4 separate regions of the Mus musculus genome follow, and all the other regions are linked to region 1. A link is a contact called in public HiChIP or PLAC-seq and promoter capture Hi-C data. All regions are on one chromosome and are shown on one strand. The core of a region is the stretch at or near the end of the contact, and the rest is flanking DNA. Distances in the headings are between cores, read along the strand shown.

Evidence for each region. Promoter capture Hi-C pulls out the DNA fragments that hold promoters and counts their contacts. HiChIP or PLAC-seq counts read pairs in DNA pulled down with a chosen protein or histone mark.
Region 2: an H3K27ac HiChIP or PLAC-seq map of heart atrium shows a contact between it and region 1, with 5 read pairs. The contact joins the promoter of Jup here to the promoter of Atp6v0a1 in region 1. A contact is called at or near these places in 4 of 39 promoter capture datasets (hippocampal neurons, liver and pre-B cells), 3 of 115 datasets of contacts at active chromatin or transcription factors (extraembryonic endoderm stem cells, heart atrium and microglia) and 2 of 9 other capture datasets (adipose tissue and liver).
Region 3: a promoter capture Hi-C map of liver shows a contact between it and region 1, with 4 times the contacts expected there. The contact joins the promoter of P3h4 here to the promoter of Atp6v0a1 in region 1. A contact is called at or near these places in 2 of 39 promoter capture datasets (liver and pre-B cells), 2 of 115 datasets of contacts at active chromatin or transcription factors (extraembryonic endoderm stem cells and pancreatic cancer cells) and 2 of 9 other capture datasets (adipose tissue and liver).
Region 4: a contact with region 1 is called in a promoter capture Hi-C map of liver, with 2.8 times the contacts expected there. The contact joins the promoter of Brca1 here to the promoter of Atp6v0a1 in region 1. A contact is called at or near these places in 3 of 39 promoter capture datasets (erythroid cells, liver and pre-B cells) and 1 of 115 datasets of contacts at active chromatin or transcription factors (pancreatic cancer cells).

What each region holds. Positions count from the first base shown.
Region 1 is chr11:101,007,932-101,011,235 of GRCm38.p6, forward strand. It overlaps Atp6v0a1 (ATPase, H+ transporting, lysosomal V0 subunit A1), which reads left to right and starts at 1,510. Exons shown (of 22, transcript NM_016920.4): 1 at 1,510-1,633.
Region 2 is chr11:100,396,321-100,399,624 of GRCm38.p6, forward strand. It overlaps Jup (junction plakoglobin), which reads right to left and starts at 1,470. Exons shown (of 14, transcript NM_010593.2): 1 at 1,316-1,470. Gm12348 (predicted gene 12348) reads left to right here and starts at 1,796. Exons shown (of 4, transcript NR_132425.1): 1 at 1,796-1,817.
Region 3 is chr11:100,413,112-100,416,415 of GRCm38.p6, forward strand. It overlaps P3h4 (prolyl 3-hydroxylase family member 4 (non-enzymatic)), which reads right to left and starts at 1,605. Exons shown (of 8, transcript NM_176830.3): 1 at 1,066-1,605; 2 at 816-968; 3 at 498-669. The coding sequence starts at 1,545. Fkbp10 (FK506 binding protein 10) reads left to right here and starts at 2,583. Exons shown (of 10, transcript NM_010221.2): 1 at 2,583-2,914. The coding sequence starts at 2,673.
Region 4 is chr11:101,550,169-101,553,472 of GRCm38.p6, forward strand. It overlaps Brca1 (breast cancer 1, early onset), which reads right to left and starts at 1,787. Exons shown (of 23, transcript NM_009764.3): 1 at 1,601-1,787. It overlaps Nbr1 (NBR1, autophagy cargo receptor), which reads left to right and starts at 2,486. Exons shown (of 24, transcript NM_008676.3): 1 at 2,486-2,787.

The sequences.
Region 1 (3,304 bases), core at 260-2,759:
AAGAAGAAGAAGAAGAAGAAGAAGAAGAAGAAGAAGAAGAAGAAGAAGAAGAAGAAAGTCTTAGCTTAACAGGTTAAAGTATTTCAGACAAGCCTGATGCCCAAGTTCAATTCCTGGGTAACTCGGGGTTAAAGAGAACCAACTCCCACTAAGTTGTTCTCTGACCTCCATAATAACTATTATTATTATTATTATTATTATTATTATTGGACCTCTAAGAGGATGTACTTTCAGGGAAACCACGGCGTGGGGTGTAGAAACAACTCAAGTGAACTATAGTCCGGGATAGGCTTTCTTACAGGTAGTGTATGAAACACTTGTTTGCGGTTAGGAAGCAGCTGACTCTGAGGTTAGCTTTTTTTTTCTAAGTCTACGAGGAAGGAAGTGACAGTCATTGTGAAATACTTGGCAGGATTTCAATTGTGGGTCCCTGCCTGTAGAAGGAGCTTCAGAATGTGAAAACCGTAAAGCCTAGGTCTCAGAAATGCTGCTTCTCGAGAGAATTGTAATGAAGCAATACCTTCAATTACCATGTGCAGTAGAAAAATTCAAATAAAATGTTCACTGTGTCCATCATTTTGTTCGGGCTCACAAAACACGTTTTGTAATACTTCTGCCAAGCAGATAAAAATTATCAGTACAAGTTGCTTTTTTTTTTTTTTTTAAATCCGAAATACCTCCTTCACTACACTTGAATCTCAATGAGTTCCGCCACCCACAGAGACTGACTGACCAGTTCTCCAAGTTCCTCCTGATGTTTCTGCTGACTCCCTACTCTTCTTTAATTGGGGGGAAAGGACTCTATCAATATTTAGAAAAGGAGCTTTAAAAAAAAAAGGTAGGTATTATTTTGCATTCAAAAGATATATGAGGAACTGAAAACTCCTACGTGGTCAGATGGGTTCACAGAAACCTAGTAAGCAAGATAAAAATAATTACTTTGTCAACATGTGGTCTTCCGGGGATTTTTTTTTTTTTTCCAATTTGGATAAGTGTAAATCCTAGGTAGCTGCTGGAAGAATGAATCCGATACTTTGTAAGTGGACGAGATCCTATGTCTCTAATATAGGACTTATCTTAAGTCGCTCTCCAGTCTGGGGCTCAAATATTTTCAGAGGTCTAAGAACGACATAGGATGCGTATACGTAAAGAAGACTAGCTTTGAGGCTCCCTTCAAGCTCTCAGATCATTCTATAATGTGCCCATTTCTTTCATGCTGCTTTCTCCAAGAAAAAGTTGTGAATTGGTTCTCTGGAAAGTAGAGATGGCAGGTAACCTTGCTCCGAGGATAATAGAGAGAAAGGATTCTGATGGGCTCAAAAGGCAAACACTTCAAAAGTCACACGCCCAGCCCAGATGACTTCCAAACTGGGATAGAAATCACAACGCCGGAACAAAGATGGCGACTGCACACCAGGACTCGCCCGAGCCCCATAGACTCTGCACTGCGGCAGCAGGGGAGAGGCAGCATCCTATTGGTCAACTGAGATGAAATCATCTCGGGGGCGGGACTCGACGGTGGCGTGGGGGCGGAGCCTTGCTTGCGTACGCTGGTCGGCGACTCTGCTCAGCCTGAGCCGGGGTCGCTTTGCTGCGGCGGCTGCGGTCGCGGCGGCGGCGGAGCCGGCGAGAGGTGAGCTGGGGTTGTAGAAAGAGCGCTTCCCCGAGTGGCTTTCGAGGGGACGTGGAGCGCACTCGGATACCTCGGATGCTTGTCAGAAGAATTAGCCAGGATCTTAGGTCTCTGAGAAAAATATGGGGGGCTCATCTCCCTCTTCGGACACCCTTCCTGTGGGCAGAGGAACTGGAGGGCCACTGCTCAGGAATGACCCGGGAGAGGAGGAGGCGAAAGGACAGAAGAGATCGGATAGGCAGAGTGATCTGGGGGGATTTCTTAAAGGGTCTTACAATTTGGGGATTTCTTCCCTAACCAGGAGACAGGTTATGCCTGGTCCAGAAAATTTCTGCGCTCTCACTGTGCAGCTTAGAAACGAAGAGGTGAACGACAAATGCTCCCTGCTAGAAAGGGAGGATTGGAGAATCCGAGCGAGAGTCCTCCTGGGAGGACCTTGGGTTTGGATCACCCTTTTGCAGAATTACTTTCTTCGTACTTCATTTCGCGACCCCTGGAAACCGCTTTTCCAAATTCGTATTGTGTTTGGTTTCAGTGGGGGTAGAGATAGTCTTGGAGAGGCCTGTAATCATGAAGGAACAGGAGGAGGGCGGTAACTCACTGGAGGCTGTCAGCCCTGTCAGCCCTGTCAGCTATGCCTGTCAGACATGATTTCATTTATTTTGAGGTTGTGGCATCTATCCTCGTTCAAGGTGGAAAGGACTGGTTATAGCTTATGTGGGTGATTCATATTCTTAAGTCAACCCACATAATCTCTTGAGAAATGCTTGCTTTTAGTCGAGTGTGTTATTTTGCTCTCCTTGAACACCTAATGCCGAAAGGATTTGTTTTTCGGGTTCCTCAAAATGTCTTCCTGCCTTCCCGAAGGGCAAATCTTCTCGGAAACATCAGTCTTATCTATCGATTAACATGGAATTTGCATGACGTTACGACATTAAAAGTGATGCAGTGCATGATGATCTGTTGAGGATAGATACTGCAGATGCTGCTGTACCGAAGCTGAGCGGGGAGCTTATCGCGAATAAATAATTGCATTTTCAGTACCACTGATAGCGCCAGCTGCTGACCTGAACGGAAGCCTTCAGGCTCCTAGGAGAGACTTGACAGATAGAAGAAGGCAGTTGTCTTTGAGGATGGGGATGAGTCGCAGGAAGCTGCAGAGGTGGAAGGCTTTTCCTCCGGCTTGTTAAAAGTGCTTTGTCATTACCAACGTTTTCCTGTCATGCCTGAATTGAAATTAAGCTGTGTGGGCTCCTTTGTCTTTTTTTAAAATGATGTTAATATGTTGGAGTTCCTTAGAAGAGGAATACTGTTTTCCCAGGAGTTTGGAAGCTTGATCCTTTTAGCCATAGCTTTCAGATAGTGCTGGACATTTTAGATGTTGGAAGTGGGCATTGTCAGTGAGAGGGGAAGCAGTCACAGCTAGTCACATCTTTTATATAAGAGGGTAGTTAAAATCTCTTTTATTGTTTCCTGCTCACAAAAAACCCAAGAAACAAAATGAAATAACAAAGAAGAGGGTTTTAGCAGGAAAGTTTGTGTCAAGTGTGAAAAAGCAAACAGTAGCAACAAAAAAGCTCTGGGCATGTTGGTGTATCCCTGTAATCCCAGCTCTAAAGAGCTGGAGGCAGTGCCATTGGTGGTGGCTCACTATGCCAGCACTCAGAGGTA
Region 2 (3,304 bases), core at 220-2,719, 610 kb before region 1:
GAATGGGGGAGTTAGGGAAAGACTAATCACTCTTCCTCATCTTCCTAGCTTGGCCCAGCCCTGTCCCAACCCCATTCCTGGGGAAGGGGCAGAGCTTGGGAGGACAGATACTTAGCAGGCCTCATATAAGGGGGTGTGATGGTCTCCGGAGGAGGGGGAAGGAAGAAGACACTTCCCCTTTCAGCAACGCCCCCACCCCACCCCCATTGGTCCCTACCTCAGGCCTTAGGGGCCTGGCAAACAGGATGGAGTTGGGGGCAGGGAGAACAGGGTCAAAGCGCACACACTGGCTACGTTCAGCTTGGAGCTGACTGGGGGAAGGGGTTTTCCTCCAAGAAGTACCACCAAGCCTAGAATCAGCTCTCAACAAGGAGACTAGAAAAATCCTAGAAAAGGCTCCCATGGTTACTTTCTCCTGGAAAGTTTGTTTGGAGTGATTTCTCAACAAGAATGGGTTGCAGAAATCAAAAGATATTGCTGTTTCCCTATCAACACTCTGGAAACCACAGCTACTAAAAACTGGGCGAGTGCTTCTTAAATTTTCTCTACCGGCCCAGACTCCAGGCCAAGCCACCAGTGTCAGACATCGGTAGGGCACTCAGCCCAGACCCTTCACCAGTTCCCCAGTCACCCTATCCCACCTCCGTAGGAGAAGGCATTGACCGGCGTACACTAGAGCGGAGGGAGGCGCCACAGGTCCAGCTCGGAGCTGCAGGGCAGGGCCTCCGTCTTCCAAGCGCTCACCTGCTCTGCTCAGCAGGTGGGAATTGCGTCCCTGGGAAAATGTGCACTCGGCCCCCACAGTTTGGAAAGCTGGGCGCAGACAATAGGGCCCCACCCAGGCCTGGGGGAGTAGGGAGGGAGGGAGAGAAAGCGAGGATGACGCGTGGGGTGCGGTGAGGGTGGCCCCAAAGAGACTAGGCAGCAAGTTTCCCAAACGGTAAATTCCTGTCACCGTGAGCTCCGGGACCAGGCGGAGCGGGTCAAAGTCTGCTCGGTCAGCTCCAGGGGAGAGTCAGGGACGCCGTGTTAGGCGAGCTCTGGGGCCCTGGGGGAGGCGCGAACTCCGAGGCACCTGCCCTAGTTCCTCCCCACCCTTCTCAGACCTGCGGTTCACCGAGCCTGGAGGGGCGCTCCAACCCAGATTGCTTGTCCCAAGGGTCCCGCGCCCCGGACCCCAGCGCGCCCCCTGTCGCTGGTGTAGGATGCGCTCCCTGACACCCGCCCTCACCTGCCCTGAAACCGCTGGAACCAGCCTCCCGGCCGCTTGCTGTCCCTACTCTCCCACAGTGATTCGTACCCCGATCGGGTGTACCTGAGCGTGGAGCCGGGCTGAGCCGAATCGGGGTCGGGTCTGGCCGGGAGGGAGCCGGCGCGGGCAGCGAACTGAGCTCGGCGCACTCGGGCGGCGGCTGCTCCGGACTCTGGCCAAGGCAGCAACTCAGTAACCGAACAAAAGGCAAAGGGACCTGACAGCCAAGCCACACCTCTCGCCCCCTCGAAGCTCCGCCCCCTAGGGAGACTCCCACCCTCTGAGGCTATCTCACTGGCTGCCCAGCCTGACTATCCCATCGAGGGGCGGAGCCTCGCGCCGGGACCTCTACCACGGCCGCCTCTGTTTATGCGCTCACCATTGGCCCCAGGGACTGCCACTCGACTCTGGGGTGGACGCCAACTTGAGGTCTCATCCTCACTCTGCATCTATTGGCAAATAGAAAGTTTCTTCTTTATGATTGGACAGAGGGCTGTCAGTAAGACTAAGGAAAAAGCCAATGGATCAGGTGGGGCGTGACTTGCCCCACCCTAGCCCTGAGCAGGTAAGACTCATTATTCTCCCCTTCCCCCCCTACCTGTCCAACAGGTGAGTCAGGGGGAGGCATGGGAAAGGACTGACGCCTTCACTAGCCAGCCAACTCAGCGTCAGGCTTATTCATTCTTGCCTCAACGTAGTAATAAGATGTTTGTAAAGCATTTCATAGGCTTTGTGCTGGGTTGGGATTTTCTCCCCCCTACAAAAGATGGAGTGTTCCCTGATCCCTTCTGTTTAGAATTAGCAGGCCTGGGTTTGGGTTCTCCCCTTAATCTTTGTATGACCTTAGGCTAGTTAGTGTACCTTTCACCCTGTATCTCTTCTGTAAAGTGGGTTCATTAGCTTTATCTATCTTAGGTTGGAGAGATTAAATGAAATAAGCTTTGTAGTAGCACTTAAACAGCTGAGGAATGTCAGTATTTAAACTGTCTCAGTTCGAGACAGTTCTTAAAAAGTGCTGGAGCAGCCAGGCAGTGGTGGCACTCGAGGAGGCAGAGGCAGGCAGATCTCTGTGAGTTAAGAGGCCAGCCTGGTCTTCAAAGTGGGATCGAAATGATCCATGTTAAAAGAATATTTTTAATGGGCTTGTGTGGTGCCTCAGTTGTGCAGATGTGACCACCCGAGTCTGATACCTCATGGAGGGAGACAACAGCCAAGTCTCACAGGTTGTCCTCTGTCCTCTGATCTCCCGCCTTGGCACAAGTGCCACACACATAAAAGTAAATAAAATGTAATGCGATTTTAAAACTACGCTCCAAAGAGATCACAAGACTAGGAAATATGGTACACTCTAAACTCCGACACCTTCTTTCTTTTTTTTTTTTTTTTGTTTTTGTTTTTGTTTTTGTTTTTCCAGACAGAGTTTCTCTGTATAGCCCTGGCTATCCTGGAACTCACTTTGTAGACCAGGCTGGCCTCGAACCCAGAAATCCACCTGCCTCTGCCTCCCGAGTGCTGGGATTAAAGGCGTGCGCCACCACGCCTGGGCCGACACCTTCTTTCAAGTCCCAGAGCAGAAGGGTCAGTGTGTTTTGGGGGTGGGGCGGGGGGGGGCTGGATACTGCTCCAGGGAGAAACAGACAAAGGAGATTAAATAATGATGTAAGGAAACTTTGACGGATTTGGGGGAAAATCAGACATTAGATGGAAAGAAAGGGAGCAGAGGTCTAAACCAAAGCGAGGCAGCAAGCCCCTTCAGAGTAGACAAGGCTGTTGAGCCATCCAAAAGAACTCAGTAGGTGGCCTAAGGAGCCGTGGGTATTTCTTCCTGTGGTTGATGACTGCTGTTGCGGCTGTAACATGAACCCAAGGCATGAACCAAGGTACTGAGTACCAACTGTATGCTGGGTGCCAGCCTAGACCTTGGCTGCACAGAAAATTTAAAGTATCCTAACTCTCAGAGAGCGTACAGAGTGACAAGAGGAAACAGCTTGTGTGGGTGGGAGTTGGGGGAGTGGCTGTTTAGAAAAGGACTTCCTGAAAGCGCGCACACAT
Region 3 (3,304 bases), core at 355-2,854, 590 kb before region 1:
CGCTACCTCCCTTGAAGGGCCTTGTGGTCACGGATCCAAAGACTAGCTGTGGTTCCTCCACCCAGCCCTGCTTTCTGCACACACCTGCCTGGAGTCAATTCCTCATCTCCGTTGTTGTTCGAGACAAGGTCTATAAAGCTTCAGTTGCCCAGGAACTCACTCTGTAGACCAGGCTGGCATTGGACTCACAGAGATCAGTCTACTTCTGCCTCCTGAGTGCTGGGATTAAAGGCCTGTGCCACCGTGCCCTGTTCTTTTGTTTTTTGAGGCAATCTATTTCTCTATATAGCTGACCCAGAATTTGCTATGTATACCAGCATTTCTCTCATCAGACTGGAGACAGAAAAGGCCTGACTCGTGTGTAGCTTTGGAGCACTTTGCTAGACCTGTTGAATGCGGTCACCGGACATAGCCACGCATTAAGAGGCCTTAGAAGGCCTGGGAAGCCAGGGCACTGTGGGTGAGGGATACCTCACAGTGGTCTGAATGGTATATACCTGCTATCGCTGGGTAGAAGTCCTTGAAGTCTACCTGCTCGTGGGCCCCCTCACAGCCAGCTAGACACCGAGCAAAGACCGTCATATATTCAGCCAGGGCCCGCTCCATGTCTTCTGTGCTGCTGCGAAAGTCCCCGCTGTTGTAAAGTTTCACAGCCCGGAGGAACACAGCCTGGAGAGGTGCATGGCGGGGGTAGTCAAGAAGACCCCGAAGGCTCATAAGGTGTGTGTGTGTGTGTGTGTGTGTGTGTGTGTGTTGGGTGAAGAGGTTGTAGGAAGGTGTACCAAGGCTAGCCATCCCTCCCACTCTCTCCACACCTCGTAGGGCTGGGCCTCCAGGTCGGTGAGGGACTCATCTCCAATATCCAGCATCCCCCTGTAGTAGTTGAGATACTTGGCGGTCAGCTCGTGCTTGGGGTTCCTCTGGAGGAAGGTGTAGGCCGCAGCCACCGCCTTCTCCAGTCGGTTCGCCTGGTGAGGAGCGTGGGGAGTGGGTCAGTGGGGGCCTCGGACGCACCGCGGGCCTCACGTTCTAGGGAAACTCGACGGCGGCCCCGGCCGCGCCCACCTTGAAGTGCGCGTAGTGCAGGTACTGATAGGGCAGGCGGCTCTGGAAGTCGCGCAGCAGCTGCCGCGGTGGGTAAGGGACTTGAAAGGCGGGCAGCGTCTTCTTGCAGCGCCGCAGGCAGGCGGCGCGCTCCAGGACGTGACCGAAGAGCCGCAGCTCGCGAGCCCAGTCCTCGCCATCGCCGTCGTGGTCGCCGTCCGGGCCGGACGCGGGCCGAGGCTGAGAGGTGGCGGGGCCACTACAGTTGGCGTGGCAGAAGGCCTCGCTGTCGCGCAGCAGCCGGTGCAGCCGCAGCGCCGCCTCCAGGTAGCGCGCGCTCTCGCGCCAGCTTTCGCCTTCGTATTGCTCCAGAGCGTGGCCGTAGGCCGTGGCCAGTGGCATCAGGTCCTCCGGAGGGAATCCTCGGAAGCTGTATTTCTCGTACTGGGCCCCGGCGCTGCCCAGCAGCAGCCACAGCAGCCCCCACGCCCCGCGAGCCATGCCCGCACCGCGCCCGGAGGCTTACGGAGCAGCCGGCGACCGTCGGGCTCCAGCCAGCTCGGGCTCCAGCCCAGCCCACCCCCAACCCCCGGAGCTCCTGCTGGGTCTTAGCGCCGGGCCCTAGGCTAGAGCCGGGAGGCTGGAATGCCTCTCTAGGACCGTCAGTTGACGCTCGAGTCCACTACGTGGGCTGGCCCTCGACCACTAGCAATGCTTACACCACCACTGGCCCTCCCTGGCAGACACGGGTGGGTGGGGCTACGTTTCACGCCCAGAAAGCCCCTCCCCACAGCAGTGTCGTCCCCCCCCCCCCCCTTAAGTGCCACCTCTGTCCTTTGCGTAGGCAAAGTGGACGAAGTCACATAATCTGGTCTTTTTCTCCTCGAGTCTCCTCTGCTCCCCCTAGGTGGCCCGGTAAACACCCGCGCTGACGTCGAGGCGTACACACCTCTTGTTACCCCGCACACCTAGCACTGACACCATCAGCCTCCCGCCGGAGCAAGATTCCTGTGTCTTCAGTGCAGCCAGGCTTTTGCAGGACAAAACAACCTTTCACCTAGAGAACATTCTCCCTAACCCCCCTTTCCTCTAACCTTTCGCGGGAGGAGAGTTGGGGCGGGTGTGTGTGTGTGTGTGTGTGTGTGTGTGTGTGTGTGTAGAACTGAAATAGCCCTCAGATTACAGCCTCACCTGCACCAGAAGGGGCCTAGATTTGGGGTGCCAGGGAAAGCTAGAGATTCCTCCAACAGGCTTTAGGACCCAGAGACTCTGGAAAAAACTTTTTCATTTTGGAAGTCCACTCCAACTTCTCATCTTTCCCGAACCTCCCTCTGGGCCAGGCCCCGGGTCTCAGTCCCGGATGGAGTTTTGGGGGAGGGAGACTCAGAGATCTTTGTGGCAAATTCCTTGGACTCCAGAGACTCTCAACCTGGCCCCCACCTCCTAGTTCACCATAAAACATCACCCTGCCCGGCCAGCTCATTCTCCCCAGCCCCCATTCCACGTGGACCCGCCAGGGCGGGGTGGGGAGAGAGGACAGGAAGGGGGGGAGTCAGCTCTGAGAGGAGGGGGAAGGAGGCTAGCGGCTGGCGTCCGCTCTCACTGCCGGCGTCCCTGGTCTGGGCACCATGTTCCTTGTGGGGTCCTCCAGCCACACCCTCCATCGGCTCCGCATACTGCCGTTGCTGTTGCTTCTACAGACCTTGGAGAGGGGACTGGGCCGTGCCAGCCCGGCCGGAGCCCCCTTGGAAGATGTGGTCATCGAGAGATACCACATCCCTCGGGCCTGTCCCCGAGAAGTGCAGATGGGGGATTTTGTGCGTTACCACTACAATGGCACTTTCGAAGACGGGAAAAAGTTTGACTCCAGGTAAGAGCTTGGGCACTCCCGGACTCAGCACCACTTTCCTGAGCTTCCAGAGAATGTTGCCCCTTCTAAGGTTTGCATTCCTGTAGTGCTTTCATAATCCTTTGCCACAAACAGCATCCTGGGGAGAGCACCTCAAAGGATGCCTCCTATCTTCAATACCAAATTTTCAATTCCTAAAATATTCCCGCCCCCGCCCACGACCCCCTCCTAGCCCCCTGGAATATTTGATGCTCAGGTGAAGCGCCACATATACTTACCATAACTTAAACACAAATGGTACCCTGGCACGCAATCTTAGAGGGCAAAGAGACTGTGCCTACTACACGTAAACCCTGAAGTGAGTGGATGGATGGTCTGCCTGGTGCCGCCTCCCTTTGCACACACTCTGGC
Region 4 (3,304 bases), core at 537-3,036, 540 kb after region 1:
TGGAGAGATGGTTCAGTGGTTAAAAATATGTGCCTCTTCCCAGCACCCATGTCAGATGTCTGGAACGCTACATCCAGGTCAGAACCTCTGCACACACATACACATAATTAAAGATAATGAAAAATGAATCTTTAAAAAATAAAAATTTCTCCAGGCAGTGGTGGCACATATTCTTGATCACAGCACTGAGAGTCAAAGGCAGGCAGATCTCTGAGTTCCAGGACAGCCTGGACTACAGAGTGAGTTCCAGAACAGCCAGGGCTATATAGAAAAACCCTGTCTCAAAACAAAACAAACAAACACCAATAAATCAACAGATAAATAAAATTCTTAGCAGTTGCTCTTTGTAGCTAGCAATCTAAATTCTCTACTCTTTGATATGAAAGCCTTCCTTGGGTCACTTCCTTTCTTCAAGGAAAAAAAAAAAAGCTAAAATGGAGTGACTGGACAGAAGTGATATATATATGAACTTTCCCCAGAGTCTGGTGTTCTTTTTCTTGCTTAGAATCAAAACCAGTGGTGTCATACCTATAGTTTCAGGGACTGGAGAAGTTGAAGGAGGAGGATGGCTTGGACTCAGAAGTTCAGCAGTCTTTTTGGGCTAGTTTGGGGAGGCCAAAAGATCAGATATGGTTGTTTCAACCTGTACTTTCAGCATTCAGGAAGTACAGGCAGGAGGATAGAGTTCAAGGTCACCTAGAGCTACACAACCCAATTACAGAAGGCCCTGTCTCACAAACTCTAAAACTAGCTGAGAATGGTAGTGGATATCTTTGACCCCCTCCTCCCCAGAGACAGGGGCAGGTGGAGGAGTGTTTAAGACCAGCCTGTTCTATTATACACAGCTCCAAGCCAGCCAGAGCTAATATAAATGAGACTAGACTCTGTCTCAAAACTAATCAACTACCCAGCATTCAGGAGGCAGAGGCAGGTGGATCTCTGTGAATTCGAGGCCAGCCTGGTCTATAGAGCTAGTTCCAGGACAGCCAAGGCTACACAAAAGCCAAAACCAAACCAAACCAAACCACCAACATAAACGCTAACCAACCAAACAAAAAAGAAGCACACATATTATTTTAAAAGTCGCCAAAAGGAACACTTAAAAACTGCTAAAGCGTCTCCACCCTACCTCTTCTGGATGTTTCCCTGTTAAGGCTCTCTTTAAACACGTCTTCTCTGCCAACAGCATTCATTACTATTGCCATTCCCTTATGTACTTCCCTTCTAGAACCTTCTGTGAAATGTACTCGGGTCTAGTTCTTCAGGAGTTTCCCTCCACAAACTCCGTTTTTCCCCCCTCTTCCCTGCCACACTTCTGCCCGCCTTTCCTCTCATCCTTTAGCCCGCATCCGTATACAACCTTCAAGATACGATTACAGCCAGAACTCCCCCTCGTAGATCCTTTGCCCTCTTCCTCACAGCTGCCCCCGGGAATGCACAAACTGCACCCTTCCCAAGAGTCCTGTTTGAAAACGTCTGGGACCCTTTGGTTCCGCCCCAGGTACTTTCCTAATCAGTAAACACCCGTCTCCACCAGCAGCTTCCTGCCTTTCATATGAGTATTCCGGGGTACCCTTTCTGTTCCTCAGGGCTGTCTCACCTTTTCTCCGAGAAAAAAGATCCGTACTTCCAAGCGCCGAGGACGGAGAAGCCCCAAGAGAGGTGCTGGATCCTCTGGCTGCACGGGCAGCGGCCGCGCAGCCGCAATTACAATCTATCTAAAATTCCCGCGCTCTCCGTCGCCAAGGAAACCGGCCGCTTGGCGCCTAGCGCTAGCCTTTCGGAACACAAGATCCAGACACGTCAGCGGAAGGGAAGGGAGGAGCGAGTTGGGGGGGGGGGGTGCTGAAACTGTTTCTGGGTTTGCGATTGGCTACCTAGTCTTTTTTTTTCCTGTATGTCGTCACTAGAAAGAGACGGAAGAGAAAGAATTTCGAGGTTTCTCTTAGGCAGCCCCTTCGCATCTACGCCTGCTTATTACGTCACAGTAGTTCTGTACAAAGGGTGGGAATCGCTCCCTGAGGCCGGAATATGAGCGCAAGGTAGTGCCCAAAGCAGTTGCAAAACGAGGTCTCATCCCTCCCTCAGCCTTCCTGCCATGGAAGTCTCCAGTTTCGGTAAATAAGAGACTTGTGTAAGAAGAACTACCAATTCCAGCATGCATTGCGGAACGAAAGGCCTTCTCCACAGCATCTCTTGGAAAGTGTAGTCTTACGGGAAAAGAGCTTCTCACACCGGAAGCAGGCACGAGTACCACAGGAACCCAGTCGGTACAGCGGAGACCTCCTCGCAGTTATGCGTCTTAGCTGCTATGAATCGCAGCGTTCTGTGTTCGTGTTTTGTGCACAGAAAATAGACTAAAAGGAGCTGTGGGTTCCAGGAAGACTACAATTCCCGTCCAGCCCCGCGATTCTCGGGTAACTAGTCCGCCAATGTCAGTGACCTGGGAAAAGCAGAGGGTGGCCAATCGGCTTGGGAAAGGGAAATCCAACCAGCTGACTTCTGCGCGCTAGTTCCGCCCCTCGGCCTGGGTGTTTGTTATTGTTATGCGGTTCAGAGAGCTTCTGTCCCTCCCTTGCCAACGCAGCACTGACCAATCGGTAGAGAGGTTATTTTGAGGGGCAGATAGAAAGAGCCAATCATCTTGTGGAAAACTCCGGGAAACATGGGACTAGGCCCGGTCTCTGTCCGCCATGTTAGATTCACCCCGCAGGGATAGCAGGCGAGCTGGCCGCGAACGGTCCTTGCACTGGCCACTGGCAAGCGCCCCCCGTGGGCGGAAAGCTGGTAAGGAAGCTACCACTGTTACCTAGAAGTAGGGGCACGCCGTTCTTAGAGTGCTCGGGGAAGTTCAAGGGGAAAATCTTGCAAAGAGGAGTGACTTTCCGTGTTCAGGGGCAGCCAGTCTTTTCAGTGACCAGATGAGGGAGTCGCTTGGGTTGTCATCGATAGTGGGGGGTGGATACTGCCTGAGGGAGACAGTTCATGGCTTAGAAGGGCCAGTTTCTGCTAAGAAAAGGTCTCGATCCCCCCCAGAACATAAAGAGGGCTTCGATGGTGGTGACACTCACTGTCCTGGGGACATGGAGTTCCGGGAAACCATTACTGGAAGACTGGGATTAAGTCTGCGACAAGAAAGGACATACATCTTCCTCATTCTGTCCCTTTCCTATTTTTAAGGCTCTATTGAAGGAAGATATCTTGAGCTAGGACCTTCCAAATTAGAAAGGCATCGTTTTTCCCGTTATGTCAAACACCCACCTTTCAGATGACACATTTTAAAACTCAGGTTGCTTGTGCCAGC